2 separate regions of the Sus scrofa genome follow, and region 2 is linked to region 1. The links are chromatin contacts, called in public HiChIP or PLAC-seq maps. All regions are on one chromosome and are shown on one strand. Each heading gives the region's core, a stretch centred on a gene start, on an enhancer-like site or on the middle of the called end of the contact. The rest is flanking DNA. Distances are from core to core; before and after follow the strand shown.

Region 1 (2,700 bases), core at 120-2,619:
CAACTGAAATCTAACTTTTTTTTTTTGCCTTGTAGGGCTGCACCTGCGGCATATGTAGGTTCCCAGGCTAGGGGTTGAATCAGAGGTACAGCTGCTGGCCAACGCCAGAGCCACAGCAATGCGGGATCCAAACCATGTCTGCAACCTACACCACAGCTCATGCCATGCTGGATCCCCCTGAGCAAGGCCAGGGATGCAACCTGCAACCTCATGGTTCCTAGCCAGATTTGTTTCCACTGTGCCATATGGGAACTCCTGAAATCTAACTTCTAAGGTTCAACTTTCTACTGAAAATGCTTTTCTAAATCTAGATTTCCCGAGACTTAACCCCTTTTACCATCACACCAGTGACCAGTGTCTTCGTCCAGAAATTCTTGAGTTTTGTTGTTACGCATCTCCCCACTTCTCCTATCAAACAATTTCCTTCTCTAGCTCCTTTTCCTCCTTCAGGGTTCTGGGTGTGGCCCTTTTCCCTTACTATTCTATATGCTCTCCCAGAAGACTCATTCTCTGCTTGACCTCAGCTGTGATACTGAGCTGAGATCTGGGTGATGAGCAGACTGCCCAGGGGAGAGAGCTTTACAGGCAAACGGACAGCGGTACATGCAAAGGCCTCGGCAAGAGGAAGCACGATGTGACAGCAATGCAGAGCGGTACAAGATGAAACTGGGGCCGCAGGGGAGGACCGGCCACAGATGGCACGTTAAAGAGTTTGATTCTGTCTTAATGGTAATGGAAAATCACTGCAGAGCTTCACGCGCGCGGGAGGCAGCCATCAGATCTGTTTTCAGATGCGCACTCCCAGCTGCGTGGAGATGGACCGGTGGTGCACTGATCCAGGAGAACTGGGTAAATCGGGTCGAATCGGCAGGGGTGTACTACTGGACAAGGCAATCTAGGCGTGGCCTGTACCGCGGGAGGATGGGGTTGCCAGGCCCGTAACCGGCAAACGTCTGGGGCGAGACTCGTGAAGATGGGGCTCGGATTTAAACAAGCTGAGTCCGAGGTGCCCGCAAGTCCTGCAGATCCGGCCACTCACTCCCGCTGCGGTTCCCTCCCTCCCAGCGTCCCTCGCGACCCTTGGCCTCCACGTGCCCCAGTGCGTCCGGGCCCGCCCACCTGTCCGCGGGCTCCCCGCCGATCCGGGGTCCGGCTCCAGGTCCTGGACCTGACGCAGGACTGACGTCAGGTCGACCGTGTCGCGCGCCTCGTAGACGGCGCCCACGCAGTCCCCGAGCAGCGCGCCAGCCAGGCAGCCTCGGAAGCGGGAGAGGGAGCGGGCCGCCCCTGCCCCTCCGGAGGCCGCTGCCGCCGCCGTCATCGCTGCCACTGCCATCCGCGCCGATCCGCAGCCACTTCCGGTGCGGCCGACGCGTGCCCAGCGGCGCCGCTTCCCTGGCCCCACAGCGACACCCCGAGGCGCGGAGTCATAATTCCCGCGCGCGAGTGACCTGGGTGGTCCCGCAGCCCTGGTTCGATTGGGCTCGGCCTCTGGTTTTAGTCCCCATCCCCCACCCCTGGAAAGGGCATCACAGTCGGACGGGACGTCCACTAAAGGGTCCCCAGGGGTGGGCACTGAGCCAGACTGTAGGGTCACTGGCTCCGAGGCCTTTATGTGCCCGGGTACCCCAGCCCTCCCAGGGCAGCCGCCGCTCATGGCCCCCACTCAGGGCTGGGTGCCCCTCATCCCCAAGCCCTCCCCCCATCACCCTGGCCCCCTCAGGGCCTCTCCTAGGCATCCAGAGGGCAGGCTAGGGTCCAACTGGGGCAGAGCTTGTTGGAGGTCGCACAGCTAGAGCCCAGGGGTGCTGGCCTGGTCGAGACAGGCCCCCTGAGGGGAGAAAGGGGAAGGAGTGGGATTTGGAACTTGGAGCTTGAGGGATGATGTTCCCCGCCTGTGCTCCTCCAACTACAGGGGTAGCAGAGAACCCTCTGGACTGAGAACCCCCCACCTTTATTGACTCATTATCCCCACCTCCACTTCATTTCCCACCAGCCTTCCCCTCTGTTCTCAGCCCCTCGCTAGGTCAGCTCCAGCTGGCAGGTCTTGAGTGGACTCAGGGTGCGGTTTGTGGTGCGTGTGAAGGTGTCCACCTCAGGCACAAACTTCTCAGCAGGCACGGTCAGCTTCCGACGAGTATCCATGCACTTGGTGTCCAACAGCATGGAGTTGGCCTTGCAGGCGATATCAGCCTGCAGCCGAGCCAGGTGCTTGTACAGGGCATCCAGAGCGTCCCTGGGGAGGGAGGATTAACAACCCACCACCACTACATGAGGCTGGGCAGGCAGGGCTGAGCTTACCCACCTTGAGTCAGGAAGCCAGCAGGGAAGCCAGCAGGCAGCACGCCGCTGGGGTGGTGGGAGTTGTCTCCCCGCCCCTCCTGCTCACTCCCCAAACCTACTGTGCTTGAGCCAGCTTCTGCTTCAGGGCGGCAATGGTTGCCTCTAACTGGTGAACCTCATCAGTGAGGCCGAACTGTGCCTGGAGGTAGAGGAGCAGGTGGGAGGGAATCCCAGGTCAGCCAGGCTGTCCTTCTGCCCATGGGCCAGGGGGTGGCCTATGCCAGAACCCCTGCTCCACCAGGGAGCCCGTGCCCCGCTGGGGTGCCCTCATACCTGGTCACGGCAGAGTTCCACATTAGGCCGGTAGGTCCTGGTCTCTAGCCGGGTATGGCATAGCTTCAGGTTCTGCAACTTTCT
Region 2 (2,700 bases), core at 35-2,534, 76 kb before region 1:
AGAGGTCACAGTGCAAATGCCAGAGCAGGGATCCTGACCGGATTCTGACTAACGTCGGAGTTCTCACGGAGGTACACAAGGCCACAGACGCACCAAGGCAAACACATGTTAAGACACACAACGCACAGATCCATGAGCATATACACCAAAAGATACACAAGGAGAAATACTGACTCTTGCCATTACATAAAGACATCCAAACACAGCAGTACATACATGCCAGTTAAAAGTCAGACCAAAATTTGGGCTGGCCCTATGTGAGCAAAGCTCAGAGACAAAAATCTACCTTCCAAGACAGGTAAATAAGGAGGTGATAGGTTCTTTAAATATCCAGTGTATGTAGGGCGTTAAAGTCCTCTTTTATGTGTCATCGGCTAATAGTAATTGACATGAGCAAAGAAGGCTAATCGAAAATGACAGATGTTTGGGAGTTCCCTTGCGGCTCAGTGGGTTAAGGACCCAGTGTTGTCACTGCAGCGGCTTGGATCACTGCTGTGGTGCAGGTTTGATCCCTGGCCTAGGAACTTCTACACACTGTGAGTGCAGCAAAAAATAAAAATAAATAAAATGAGAAGTTTTTTTTTTTCTTGCTTTTTAGGGTCGCCCCCGCGGCAGATGGAGGTTCCCAGGCTAGGGGTTGTCAAATCAGAGCTGTAGCCACTGGCCTACGCCACAGCAACAGCAACGCCAGATCCGAGCAGTGTCTGCGACCTATACCACAGCTCACGGCAACACCGGATCCTTAACTTAAACCACTGATTGAGGCCAGGGATCAAAACTGCATCCTTATGGGTGCTAGTTATGATTTGTTTCTGCTGAGCCACGAAGGGAACTCCAATGAGAGGTTTGAAGAGCAAACCAAATGAAGAGAGTCCACCTCTGACTTGACAGTGGAAATCCTTGGGAAGGACTTGATTTTACAGGCTTGGGTTTACAGATCATTCCAGAAGACGAAAGTCACATGAAGCAAGGCATACCTGCAGCAGGGAGCGGTCAGCTCCTAGCACTGAAGCTGCTCCCTTCCCCTACCTCTCAGGCCCCAGCCGCCCCCTCCCACCCCACAACCCCTCCAGCCCACTCACTGGTCTTACGTCCTGGGGAGCTGTGGTGCAGGGCCCCTGCCCAGGACCAGCGCTGCTGCCGGATTTCAGCCCACGTCTTTTTCACTGACCGCTGGATGGCTGCTTCATAGCGCTCCTGGTGGGGAGGGGTGGGGGAGAGGTCTGGGCTCAGCACTGCTCTTCCTACCTGGGAGAACGACTCCCCCCTCTCTGGGAACGGTGCCTCCCCATCCGGGAGAAGGTTTCCCTGACTCACGACAAGTAACCAAGGTTACGGAGTCCTCACTATGATTAAAGACAGTTTGCAACAGATCCCTTTCAACTCGTTCTTGGGGAGCTTTTCACTGTTCTTGACTCATTTCCTGAGTGTATGAGCTGTTTCTCTGAGGACGGGGTGGGGGTGGGACTCTCCCGGCCTGGGATGCCACTGGCACTGAGCCACTGGCACTGAGGGTCCTGATCTTGGGGCTGTGTTTGCTTTCAGCCCGAGGCCCCAGGCAGGGCCAGGCTGCGTTTTTCTTCCTTTTTCTTCATGGTGCTCTAGCCAAGGCTGTCCTAGCTCTGACTAGGAGCTCACTCAGCACACTCACACAGACACATCTCTGCACACCTACTCACAGGCACACACACACTCACAGCACTTGGTTACAGGTGCCCACCCAGGCACATACAGAACCAAACGGTCTGCAGTCCCCACAGGACACAGCTGCACACATGAACCCAGATGTGCATGCCCACTGAGTCAGCGTGCAGAAGTGTGCACACACACGCACACAGAGCCACACGTGCCTGGTCGGAAAGCGGCACAAGCGCACCTTGTTTTTCTCCAGCTTCTGCCGCTGCCGCTCCTCCAGGGCTGCCCGGCGTTGCTCGGCTTTGAGCCGCTGCTCCTCCAGACGCCGCCGGCGCTCCTGGAGCTGCTTCTCCCGCAGCGCCTTGGCCTTTTCCTCCTTCTCCAGCCACACCGCCTTCTTGGCCGCTGTAGGGAAAGGAGTCCCAGGGGGTGTGAGGGGTCCTGCCGCGCCCAGCCCGGCAGGAGTCTCCTCCCGAGCCCGGCCTGTTCCTCCCTCCTAGGCGGGTCTTCCGCCTGCCTGGTGGGGAGGGGCCTCTGCTCTCAGACTCCGCCCCCTCCAAATTGAAGGGCATCCTGAGGATGGGCTCGGGCTCAGGATGAGGGATTCCTTCAAGGGAGGCCTGTTTTTCCCTCTTTGGCTTCACAGTCTCTGGGCGCGCAAGGAGAGACAAACTTTTTTTGTTGTTGTTTTTTGGTATACAAACTCTTGAGCGCCAGGTCCCTGTCCGACTTCAGGGCCTCCAGGACAGATTTCCAAGTACCATGATTCAGGGTAGATGAGCCTTCTGAGTCTGAATCAGCTCCTCCCCTAGCTGTGTGGCTCAGGCAAAAGATTTCGTCTTTCTGAGCCTCTGTTTCCCCATCTTCAAAATGGGTAGAGGGGGAGTTCCCATTGTGGTGCAGCGAAAACGAATCTGACTAGTATCCATGAGGATGTGGGTTTGATCCCTGGCCCCACTCAATAGGTCGGGGATCCACTGTGAGCTGCAGTGTAGGTCACAGACGAGGCTCAGATCCCGTGTTGCTGTGGCTGTGGCGTAGGCCAGCAGCTGTAGCTCCGGTTTG

What was found. HiChIP or PLAC-seq counts read pairs in DNA pulled down with a chosen protein or histone mark.
Region 2: a contact with region 1 is called in an H3K27ac HiChIP or PLAC-seq map of alveolar macrophages. The contact joins the enhancer-like site here to the promoter of ADPRHL2 in region 1. A contact is called at or near these places in 10 of 47 Hi-C or Micro-C datasets (blood, embryonic fibroblasts, fetal heart ventricle and 4 more) and 2 of 2 datasets of contacts at active chromatin or transcription factors (alveolar macrophages and skeletal muscle).

What each region holds. Positions count from the first base shown.
Region 1 is chr6:92,237,136-92,239,835 of Sscrofa11.1, reverse strand. It overlaps ADPRHL2 (poly(ADP-ribose) glycohydrolase ARH3), which reads right to left and starts at 1,369. Exons shown (of 6, transcript XM_003127788.4): 1 at 1,120-1,369. The coding sequence starts at 1,336. It overlaps TEKT2 (tektin-2), which reads right to left. Exons shown (of 10, transcript XM_005665212.2): 8 at 2,617-2,700; 9 at 2,403-2,482; 10 at 1,711-2,236. The coding sequence ends at 2,023.
Region 2 is chr6:92,313,530-92,316,229 of Sscrofa11.1, reverse strand. MAP7D1 (MAP7 domain-containing protein 1) reads right to left here. Exons shown (of 18, transcript XM_021095927.1): 4 at 1,877-2,040; 5 at 1,092-1,197. Among named protein-coding and RNA genes, the nearest start is that of MAP7D1, 17 kb to the right of the region's middle. Within about 2 kb of position 1,284, at least 15 of the 83 cell types and tissues checked have an H3K27ac peak or open chromatin away from gene starts, as enhancers often do. A contact at or near this core is called in alveolar macrophages and embryonic fibroblasts, where this site is marked.